2 separate regions of the Triticum aestivum genome follow, and region 2 is linked to region 1. A link is a contact called in public Hi-C data. All regions are on one chromosome and are shown on one strand. The core of a region is the stretch at or near the end of the contact, and the rest is flanking DNA. Distances in the headings are between cores, read along the strand shown.

Evidence for each region. A called contact is a pair of places that touch in the nucleus more often than the background predicts.
Region 2: a contact with region 1 is called in a Hi-C map of leaf, with 5 times the contacts expected there. The contact joins the promoter of LOC123127870 here to the enhancer-like site in region 1. A contact is called at or near these places in 3 of 5 Hi-C or Micro-C datasets (leaf and root).

Annotation. Positions count from the first base shown.
Region 1 is chr1B:411,923,836-411,929,757 of IWGSC CS RefSeq v2.1, reverse strand. No RefSeq gene overlaps it. Among protein-coding and RNA genes, the nearest start is that of LOC123127848, 53 kb to the right of the region's middle. Within about 2 kb of position 3,542, at least 7 of the 8 cell types and tissues checked have an H3K27ac peak or open chromatin away from gene starts, as enhancers often do. A contact at or near this core is called in leaf, where this site is marked.
Region 2 is chr1B:411,979,841-411,985,762 of IWGSC CS RefSeq v2.1, reverse strand. It overlaps LOC123127870 (expansin-B4), which reads right to left and starts at 2,299. Exons shown (of 4, transcript XM_044547726.1): 1 at 2,002-2,299; 2 at 1,784-1,893; 3 at 1,339-1,523; 4 at 63-782. The coding sequence starts at 2,203. The coding sequence ends at 449.

The sequences.
Region 1 (5,922 bases), core at 2,293-4,792:
TAGCGCTAGCTTCAACGCGCCGCATCTGGGCCGGCAGGCCGGCATGCGTCGCCTCGCCCGGGATGCTTCGACGACACGCGGAGACCAACCGCATGCATACATCGATCGATCGCAGCGAGGCAATCTGCTGACCCGAGCATCGCGTCGTCGCGGCGTTTGCTCCATCGCTCGCTCGCTCGCCAGCTCGATCGTGATCGGGATCCCCGGGTCGCTTTCCGGCGACTTTCTGGCTCGCTCGCTCGCTTAAACCGGCTAGGCTGTGGGCGATCAATGTGGCGCGTGCAGTGATCGGTTGCTAGGGCGATGCGCACCTAACTTGGTCGCGATTTCGAGGAGGCGCAGAGCACGAGCCGAGTTAATGCGGGGCGCTCACCAGCCAGTTGGCGCCGCTCTTCTCCTCTTGATGCGTACCGTAGGAGTGCGTGGCGGTTGAGTCCAAAGTGTCGAGTATGCGGTGCTCTCACTCACGTAAAGGAGTACTAGGACGGTAGGAGTAGGTTTCCTGGTGAAGTAAATTAGATGGGAGCACCTGATCCATGGATGGATAGATGCAGGGAGTTGTCAGGAATAATTGGGTCGGTTTGGTTCAGTAGTAGTAGTACGGAGTAGTAGAGTAGAGAACTCCTGCCGGCCGGGGTAATTAACAACCATCATGCATCGCGGCCGGCCGTCGCGCGAATCACATGATGCCATGTCGCCACGCCTGCATGTCATGCGGTGCACCCGGCCAGGGGCATCGAGTAGTGTGGTAAACTACTAATTCTACTTCTGCACCCGGCAGCGATGTTCAGTACACTGTCAGCCGGCTATCCGTGCCTCCGTTTCAGAGAAAACAAAAGTTACCAGGAAGAGCTGAATTGCCAAAGGTTAGTACTACTACTCACCATGCATGGTGCTTAACTTAACTACCAGGTAGCATCATTACAGCAAAGTACGCATGGCCAACAGCAATTTTGGACGCACACGACTACCAGCACAGCACAGCTGTTCTGGACTTCTGGTTACCCACACAATCACGTAGTAGCATGGAGCATCCGCATCTGGATTATCAACCAACAGCGACCTCTGATCACCCACCAGTAACACTGTGTTTCACACTTGGAGCCAGTACGTACGTATGCAGCACGAAAGTTTCTACATGGTTCGGTTCAGAAGGCTTTGGATAATAACTTATGGGTCTCTCAAGTCAAAACAGACGGGATCACCTCCGCTACACACCTGACCGAGTTCGTCAATCTTTGGGAGAAATTATCTGTGGTGTAACTCAACCCCGACGTGGCTGATTCTATCTCTTGGAAGCTTTCTAATGATGGCTCTTACTCCGCGTCCTCGGCCTACAAGATCCAGTTCATGGGCTTAGTTGACTCCAACATGCAACAGTTGGTGTGGAAGATCTGGGCTCCCCTCAAATGCAAATTCTTTGCTTGGCTTGTGATCAATAATAGGATGTGGACGGCCGACAGGCTCCAACGCCGGGGATGGCCTAACTGTGATCGCTGCCCCCTCTGCAAGCAAGTTCAGGAAACCGCGGCTCACCTCCTTTTCCAATGCCGCTACACGGTTCGAGTTTGGGAAATGATCAAATCTTGGCTTGGCTTGGTTGATGTGAACCCTACAGCTTGGGTGACGGTCCATTCGGTGAAAGCCTGGTGGAACCTCATTGACTCCAACGCATCGCAGTCTCGACGGGCGATGATGTCTCTTATTATGTTGATCTCATGGGAAATTTGGAACGAGAGGAATGCACGCGTCTTCCGTAACACCGCGGTGCCGGTTGGGGTTCTTGTTGCAAGAATCAAAGATGTTTCAAAGTGTTGGTGCCTTGCGGGGGCCAAATATTTGAGTACTGTAGTGCCACGAGAGTGATGTCTTTGTAATTCGGCCTTTGGCCAAAAACTCTAAACCTTCTTCTTAATCAATAAAAGTGGCAAATCTTTTGCCCAGTTTCAAAAAAAAAAAGTTTCTACATGGACATGATTACAACGCCGGGGGAAGAAATCGGTGCGCACCAGCACACGCCGCATCCCACATGGTGATCGACTGAGAGGTGAACAGAAGGAGCTAGCGACGGGTCGAGGGCGCACACGCACCGGCTGAGCTGGGGCTGATAAGTCTCTGTAGTCAGGCTCATCCGTGTACGAAAGCGGCGTTTAACATGGTCGACGCAACGTAACGTGCTGCATGCATGTGACGGGATTGATTCGGCGGTGCGACGTTCCTGCAAGTCTCCTCTGGCTCTGAGTGCCGATCGGCCGGTCGTCCCGTCGGTCACCACACGAACCGTTGAGAGGAACCCAGAGAGAAAACTGCGTGCTCTCTCCACCTCAGATGTCCCTTTCAGCAAAGCAAGCAGGACGCAGGCAGGTACGTGGTAGATATACATGCATGTGTTGTGTGCCTGCAAGTGGCGACTTTACATCTGCACTCTCGGCCAGCAACCAATGCCATGCACCGCTCCTCCGGTGCCCTGCGTTGAGCCCTGTTTTTCTTCTTCTTCACTCCTTTTTGCGGTTTATCTGCATCCGCTGGTGATCTCGAGTCGAGCACGCGAGGGGTCGCTACAGAACACCAGCTTTCCGGGAGGTGGTTGCCGGTGCGAGCCGCATTGAAGGGGGCTAGCTCGAGCACCGCAAGGCGGTTAACGGAAACATTTAATAATGGCGAGATACGGAACAAAAGCTGGAGTAACACCAGCACATTGTCCAACTTTTTGTCTGCTGCTGGCCGTTTCGCGAGCGCGAAATGACAATGTTGCCGCGGCGAGTTCTCCGGAGCAAGGAGACATGACCGATGACTCCATCCATGGCCTGGACCTGGCATGTAGTAGTACTGTGGCAAGTGGTAACCAAGAATGAGTGGAAATGAAGGTTTTGCCAGCAGCCGTCCGGACTCGAGTTTCCGTGCAGATGAGAGGATAATGCTGCGTTGTTTCGGACGTTTTGTTTTCTCCCTGGAACCAGGAGCATGGAGCGAGAATAAATGGCAGTTGTGCGATGCCGCGACTGCGATCTGAGATGATTAATCGGCGACGGACGCTGCCGTGTTCGTTCGCCGGGCCGGGACAAGGAACAGAGTTTACAATCTTCTTTCCTTCAGCTTTACCCCAAAGAAACATCCCCAATTATGCGGCCTGACGAATGGGCGACACCATAATCTATCAGTCGTCCCGGCCGGATATATAACCAGTCCAAGGATTAGTTAATGAACGGCCAAGTTCCCAAGGGCAGTGATCAGTGAGTGATCCGTGCCGTCTATTGGGGGCTCCGCTCCTACTGTAGCAAGGATTTTCCTTCTTGGGCCCCGGGGACACGCCGCAAATGGCCGTGATTCAAGGTGCTTCTGCTTGCAGCAAGCAACGAGAGTAGATAGATCAGCCAAAAACACTTCTTTGACCGGCAATGTCTACAAGCTAGACTAGACTCTGCAGAGTCACGACGGCCCACATGTAAGTGGCTCTCGAGAGGCAAGTCCAGGGGTGGTGAGATCGGATGAGACGGGGACGGGGTGCGTCGCCGTGCGGCCCACCATCAACGGCCCTTTTCCTGAGCTCGGGCCCTTTATTCTGTTCCCACTCTCTAACCAGAAAAACTGTCTCGGCGCACGCCGCTGCCCTGGCCTGACCTGACCCCACGCCCGCTACCCCTTTAAATTACCGACTGTATGTATGTATGTATGTATGTGAAACTGAAAAGTGACCGGCTGGGCAGAGTGGATGAGTGCACACATGGTGCCGCCATGCGACGCGACCCGACCTCTGCCACTGCCACGCACGCGCCCATGCCGTGCAGCATTTATCCCGGTGGTCGCGGCTTCCGACGAGAAATAAATTCGCCCGTCGGTGGCCGGTGCGTCGTGCCCCGCCGATGCCGGTGATCTCTACAGTGACCTGCTGCTACGTGTACGTGCCAGCGTCTCCTTGGCCAGTCCAGTAGGATCGAAGGAGGCCCGGTGGTATAGTATTTCTTTTTCCTTTCTTTTACGCCGTTCGTTGGCATCAGTTAGCCGACTTCGTTATCCGCTAGGTAAATTATACTACTAGTAGTATTACTATATAATCCTCCTGCTCTTGCAGGGGTGAAGCGAATCGTGGTTGGTACCCTAGTACGGACTTGTTTACATGCATGTACTCTGTGTGAGTGGGATCATATACGTATATACTACCGTGGATGCTCTGCGTGCCATGCATGCGTGGCACGTGATGAATGGTTAGTGGAATCTTAACTTTAAACCACGCTTGTGGTGTGAGTACCGCTCCCTCCGAAACTTCACCCTTTTGCCGCTTTTGGGAGAGGATTTTGGGTGTAGTAATTTTGTGCTTCAACATCTCGAGAACGGAGTGCGCATCGCAGGCCCACAGCTCCAGCGCCCTTCTTATCCGAAATGAGTATCTGGCGGGAACAACTGCACAAAAGCAGGACCGCCAAGCTGATCGCGCAGGCGGACAGTAGATCGCCGGACCGGGGACGCGACGGCCGGCGCCTCGCTCGCTCGCGTGCATGGTCACATGCGCGACGCCGGCGCGGCATGTGGAAATGTTTCTCGCTGCGACGCCAACGCGAACGTGGTTGTTGCTTGGAGTGGTGTGTCAGCCGCGCCGCGCATGTGAAATCATGGTGCACGCGGGCCCGGCCCATCTCGACTTCTTTCTTCGTGCCTGCCTTGCTTTCCACAAAAACGATGCAATGCCTTGCCACAGCTGCTGCTCGGATAAGCTTGGGTCCATGTCAATTTGTCAATATCACATGGCTTTCTGGCAAATTGCAACTGCTCTGGTTGGAAATTTTAAGCACCAGGTTTTTTTTATCCTTGGACATGTATAGTAGGCGCCCGTGAGATACATGGACGTGTAAACAACAATTTTTGTGTACCGAAGGATCGTTGATTTCTTGATATGAAAAGTTGTGGTCTAGGGAGTCAGCTAAGCCTAAACAGACCTGATTTTTTAACAGACATGAAATGATATGCGTTGTTCATTGCGAGCATTAGCGTAGGGGAAATCCTACTTGCCGCTCTTTGCGGTAAGTAGTCGACGCTTCGCACAGGGCAGGTGCGAGCGAGCGACCGAGTGGGCCGGCCCGTTTTAGCGTTACAGCAGACACCGGTTTTGGGAACCTTCTATGATGTTTTCAGCCGTTTTTTTTCCGGTTTTGGGAACCTTCTAGAAGGTTCCTAAAGCACCTTTTTCTTTTTCAGTTTCTTTTTTGTTTTTCGTTTTTCTATTTCTCTTCTTTTTCTTTTTTCTGTTTCTATTCTGTTTCCTTTTTTCTGTTTCTTTTTTTCTTTTCCTTTTTTTCTTTTCAAGTTTATTTTCAAAAAAAGAAATCCGAATTTCATTTTTTTCCTGTTTTCAGATTTTGTTCAAAAATTCAAAGAATGTTCCCATTTCACAAAATTTGTTCATAAATTCAAAAAATGTTCCTGCTTTCAAATTTTTGTTCCGAATTTTCAGCAAATGTTCCTTTTTTCAAAAACTGTTTGAATTATTGTTTTTCATTTATTGAGAAATTTGAAAAATAATGGCATGGATTTCAAAAAATGTTCACAAATTTCGAAAAATGTTCTTATTTTTCAAATTTTTGTTCATGTATTAAAAAATGTTCACATTTAAAATTTATTTGTGATTTTCAAAATTGTTCTCCATTTTACAATTTGATCTAAAAATTCAAAATTTGTTCGTTATTTTAAAAATTGTCCCATTTCAAAATTTCGTTTGAAAATTCTAAAAATGTTCATGTTTACAAAAAAAATTGTTCAAAATTTGTTCTCCTTTCAAAAATATTCATGCTTTTGAAAAAATCACTATTAAAATACTTGTTCAATTTTCGAAAAACTTTTTGTGTTGATTAAAAATTAACCATAATTATTTTTTTAAAAAAAAGTTTTTGTTCTGGAGTTTCATATGTGCACGCGGCTTTCTCCTTT
Region 2 (5,922 bases), core at 1,050-3,549, 57 kb before region 1:
AAAGAAACCTGGAGGTGCATAATGAAAGGAGGCACAAGTACAACACATGGTTCATATAGTAGTAGTAGTAGTAACAATATACTTTCGATTAATATCACCGCCTTGAATGATATAAATTATAAAAGGCGAGAGTGGGCGGGAGAGCGTATCTTGTACGCCTGCCTCCTCCATTTCCCACACAGCCTTTTCCCATTTGCCAATACACGGACTCATCACGCCCCTAGAGACCCAGACCGAGACCCAACTCCATGGACGCACCCGCGCCCAACCAAACTTTTCTCACCTAGAAAGACGCACCGACACCACCCCAACCCGATACAGTTTACAACGACTCAACGCAACGCAATGACCAACCGTACACTCCCAATGACTGATGACTCACTTGACCGTAGCAGCTAGCTGCGTAGTAGCATTACTAGTAACTCCGAGCAACGGAATCATGGTGGGTTCAGCTGTACTGCACGAAGGAGCGGTAGAAGGTGTTGGGCCTCCAGTTGGCCGGGATGACCTTGTTGGCGACGAGCGTCTTGCCGGACTCGTTGCGGATGCGGATGGAGAAGGGCGCCTGGAGGCGGTGGTTGGAGTCGAGGCGCCAGATGGAGCCCCACGACTCCCTCATCCTCGTCCACTTGCCGCCGCCCGGCCCCCGCGACTCCATGAGGTCCACCTGCACCACGTCGCCGTCGCCGTCCTCGTACTCCACCAGCACCGCGAAGTAGACGGGGTTAGAGTACTCCTCCACGTGGAACCCGATCTTGAGCCCCGGGAACTCGCACGGCACCCTGCAATCCACACACACGCACACGAGCACCGTATTTAGCCACCAGATCGTACTCTACTTACAAATTGTTGTATGAAAGGAGAAGTTGCCGCTGGTAGTCTACTAGTCCATGGGTATTGTTAGTTTTGTTGCTTTGCTCGATCTTGCGGCGGAATATTGTATCTTTCGACCAGGGGCCCAGCCGCGCTATGTGATACGAGACGGAAATGGGCTGGCCGGTGGCGTATGGTGGCAGGGCACGCATATGCCGTGCTGCAAAAGGAGGGTGGGTTGGGCCCGAGTAATAAAGCTGAGCCCTGTGTGCTTACTAGCTGTTGCACATGCATGTGCAGAGCAGAGGAGAGTGTGTGTGTGAGTGTGTGTGGCGCCCGTGCCCGGTCGGCCAGGAGTAATGCGGGCGGTTGGGTGGATCCAATGCACCCAACTTTTTTCCAACTTTTTAACTGCCCGGACGATGGACAGGAAATTCAACCAAGAATTTTGCAAAATGGTGGTACAAATTCTCAATGTTCCACCAGTACTGTTACGGCGCTGCAGGTGTGGCTCACTCTTCTTACCGTGTGAACTCGATGTCGATGATGCCGGAGTGGCGGAGCCTGTCGTTGAGGCCGGGCTTAGCGAGCCGGCCGAACGCCGTACCGCTGAGGTCGAAGTGGAAGGGCGCCACCGGGTAGTAGTTCATGTCGGTGATGATCACCGTCTCCGTCCTGCCGGAGCAGGACATGTCCTTTCTGCATCTGATCTGAAACAGAACAAAACGTCAGCTTCAGCTTCAGGCACCGGAGAGGTCGAGCGCCAATCGATGCTCTTCCTAAGCTGCAACGGCTCTCCGCCGCACAGTAACGTTCTCGCGGAAAGCGACTGAACAACTACACACACCACAGATACATTACTATGCGCATGCGGGGCCCGCTGTCAGACTCTGCAGATCGGCCTACTAGTTGACAGTAACTGTAAACTGTTTCTCTTCTACTAGTACGTAGGAGTAGTATTTTAATTTACCTTGTAGCATGAGCCGCACCCCTTGCCGTCCTTGAACAATGGCTGGTTGCCGCAGGAGGTCATGGACGCGAACGGGTACTGGTTGGTGTGCTTGAAGCCGCAGGCACCACCTAGCAAGACAAAGAAGCGCCGAGGAATGAGCCACATTGCTCGCGCAAGAAGAGAGGAGAAGCATTCATCCTGTGAGGGAGGGAGGGGGTGTGGAGCATCATCCTCACCGTTGTCGTCGGGGCCGGCGCCGTTGGGCTGGCCGTACCACGTCGCCCTGGCCGGGGTCCAGGGGCCCCAGTACTTGGTGGCGTCGGTGGCGTTCAGGTCGACGTCGAAGGGGGCGGGGTCGGTGGTGTTGAGCTCGACGGCGCCGCCGACGGCCAGGAAGCAGAAAAGCGCCGCGAGGACGGCGAGGGGGAGGGAGCCCATGCCGCGCGCTGTGCTGTGTGGATCTGACGAGTGGCGGTGGGGAGTGAGTGATGGTCTGTTTGGTTCCTGTGTGGGAGTGGGGTGATGGCCGTGGTGCGGTGGGGCTATTTATAAACCGGATCGGGTACGCGCTGCCGGTGCTAAGCAACAAGATGGGTTCGGGTTTGTGTGTGAGCAGAGAGAGCAGAGCAGGGAACGTGCCATGTTGGGTGGCACATGGCCTGGCTCGGGGCATGCAGTGCAGCCTCATCGCGTTACGGCAGAGCGAATTAAAGGTGGCAGATGATAGTTGGGGCGGGTAGATAGGATAGGAGGATGGCTAGCTGCCATGGCTGCTTAGGTCAGGCCCCTCTCAGCCTCGGATCAGTGAAGAAAAACGCATAAACTGAACGCAACAGGACTCGAGAGGCAGAGTATAGTGGAACAGAAATGTCGGCATGTGCCATCGTGGCGCGTCGGCCCATATGATCTGGGCTCAGAATTCGTCCAGGGTTTGAGGAGTAAAACGCACCATCGGCCGGGTCATTTCATTTCAGCTTATGAACTTATCGGTAAGGCTAGCTTGAAAGAAGTCCACTTAACCCCCTAGGATTTCACAAACCGGCCTGTTTACCCCCTAAGGTCTAAAACCAGGTATGTAACCCCCTGTACTTTCCTAAACCAGATGAATCACCCCCTAGCACCGATCAGAATGGTTTTTCAGGCGGTTTTGGTGACGTGGAAAGGTTATGGGTGCGAGGTAGTCGTCTCGTGAATACAGTTCCTTCCCCCAGCTTTCTCCCATCGCATGTTGCTCAGGTCATCGCACCCAAACTACTTGCGTCATTGAGGTACTGGTAGGCTGCAGCACCAGCCAGCAGCCGACGGCCGGCCACGAGGAAGCTCAGTCTGTGGTTCATCAATCGCCTTTGATCGGCCTTCGACTTGCGACCGAGTTTCTCGTGCGCTGTGGTACCGTAGTCGCCTCGGCAGCCTATTGCCGGCGAGCGTCCGCTTCGTCCACCTTGGACAACACTGCGCCGTCGTCTACCGAGCTGGCACACGTGCCGCCTGCGGCTGCCGCCGGCAGCGTTCGACATCCACTATTGGTTATTAGAGGTAAACACGATTAGGTTGTGTGATCATGTCTGTCTGACTGTCTCAGACTTGGTGGCACGTACTTGTGTGTATGTGCGTGCTTGTCCAGGAGGGAATCGATCCAGCAGGTATATACTTGTGTATTATCTTGTCTGAGCTCGCGTTCACGCGCGATCTGGACCTTGTGACAACATCCACAAGTACGTGCACCTCGCCGGCGACTCGCTCCTGCTCCTTGTTGCTTCCCGCATCGATGTCCTGCTTGTCATCATCGTACACGACCTCGACCGCCCCACCACCGTCCGCCTCAGAGAGCTTGAGTACAAGAGCCACTGGTCGATGGTAGTACACGGACGATCTCTTGCCAGAACTTACGTCAGTTGGCGGGTTGTACCGGTGAGTGCACCCCAGCGCGCCCGCCGCGGCTGCGCAGCATGGACGCGACGGTGTAGACGTCCAGAAGGATCCCTCGAACCCTGGCAGCATGCGCCGGGCCGGAGCAGCAGGTTCGACAATGTCGTCCACATGATGGAGAGGATGCCTTCCGAGTGTGCATGGAAACCTGGAGACCTAGAGGCGGAGGGTGGTGTCGAGATGCGCACCATTACAAGAATGGGATTCGGTGAGCGGCGCGAGTGGCACGACACCGCTCGCGTCCGGAGGAGGATGGACGAGGCCGGGTGCAGATCAGAAATGACCTGCACCTTGCTACGTTAACAAAACCGCCTATGAAACCACTCTGATCGGTGCTAGGGGGTGATTCACCTGTTTTAGGAATGAACAGGGGGTTAGATGCCCGGTTTTAAACCTTAGGGGGTAAACTGTCCGGTTTGTGAAATCCTAGGGGGTTACGTGGACTTCTTTCGGCTAGCTTTGCATTTTGAAAATAAGCTTCGATGGGGGCAGGGGAAATCCTGGGAAATGGGTTTGCCTAGTATTTTTGGCTCATGGAATACTGGCCTCTTTTATTTCTGAAGTTAGGCATAGGGTGTTATCCTCTTAAGCACCAACTGAATGCTCGCTAATGGATAATATCGCTATACAATGTTGTTGGACCATGAAAATGAACCACAAAGTGTATTCCAAACATCATAAAGAGCTAAGCCCGGGGGTCGAACGACGGTGGCGGGGCTTGCTGTAAAGATGCGTTAAGCGGATGCATATGCAGGGACGCGTTGCGTGTTACTTATAGGCACAAGAAATTACATGGTTTAGGTAGTTAGGTTGTTGTAGGATTGATCTCCAAGTCATAATCTATACAAGGGATAGAGATCAACCTAAACGTATCCTAACTACCTGAGTACAATGCACGCCCCCACACATGTATACGGTTTATATCTACACCGTATACATTTACATACTTTAACACGCCCCCTCAATCACAACTTTATCAAGTTGAGATTGTTCTTGAATTCTTTCAACTTGCGACATGACAAGGCTTTAGTGAAACCATCTGCAACTTGATCATTAGTGGGAATAATACGAATGTCCAATAGCTTCTTGGCTACTCTCTCACAAACAAAATGATAGTCCACTTCAATGTCTTTTGTTCCTGCATGGAACACTGGATTTGCTGACAGATAAGTGGCACCAATGTTGTCACAACACAATCGTGCAAATGAAGAGTGATTTATACCTAGTTCAGTAAGCAAGGTTGAACCCATATCAACTCAGCCGTGGCATTTGCTAGAGCTTTGTATTCAGCCCCAGTGATGGATCTAGACACAGTTGCTTGTTTTCGTGCACTCCAAGATATAAGGTTTGGTCCAAAAAAAACAGCAAAACCACCAGTTGACTTTCTATCATGAGGACAACCTGCCCAATCTGCATCTGAAAAGGCACTTACCACGGTTGAGGTTGATCTTGTGAACTTTAATACTGTACTCATAGTACCTCTAAGATATCTCAAAATCCTCTTCACTGCAGTCCAATGCTGGAGAGTAGGAGCATGCAAGAATTGGCACACCTTGTTGACAGGAAAAGATATGTCAGGCTTGTAAGCGTCAAGTACTGTAAAGCACCTACCACACTTCTGTAGTTTGTAGCTGCCTCGGCTCCCAAGGACTCCCCTTCTTCCTTGGAAAGTTTTTCAGTTGTTGAAAGTGGCATGTTTGAAACTTTACAATTCATCATATCTGACCTTTTTAATATATCTGACACATATTTTTCTTGACTTAAGACTATTCCATCAGTTACCTTTTTCACTTCTATTCCCAAGAAGTAGTGCAAGTCCCCAAGGTCCTTTAGAGCAAAGTCTCTCTTAAGATCTTCTAACAGTCCATTGACTGCTTCTTGTGATGAGCTAGCCACAATAATATCATCAACATATACCAACATAAATATGATTATTTTTCCCTTCTTATAGAAGAAAAGTGACATGTCAACCTTTGAAGGTCGAAAACCAAGCCTTTGAAGTTTATCACTTAACCTAGAATACCATGCTCTATGTGCTTGTTTTAGACCATATAATGCCTTGTCAAGTTTGCACACATAATGACACTTGTCTTTTACCTCGTAATCAGGTGGCTGTTTCATGTAGACTTCCTCCTCTAGAACGCCATGAAGGAACGCATTCTGCACATCCAATTGACGAAGACTCCAACCATTTGATACTGCAACAGAGAGAACAAGTCTGATAGTAT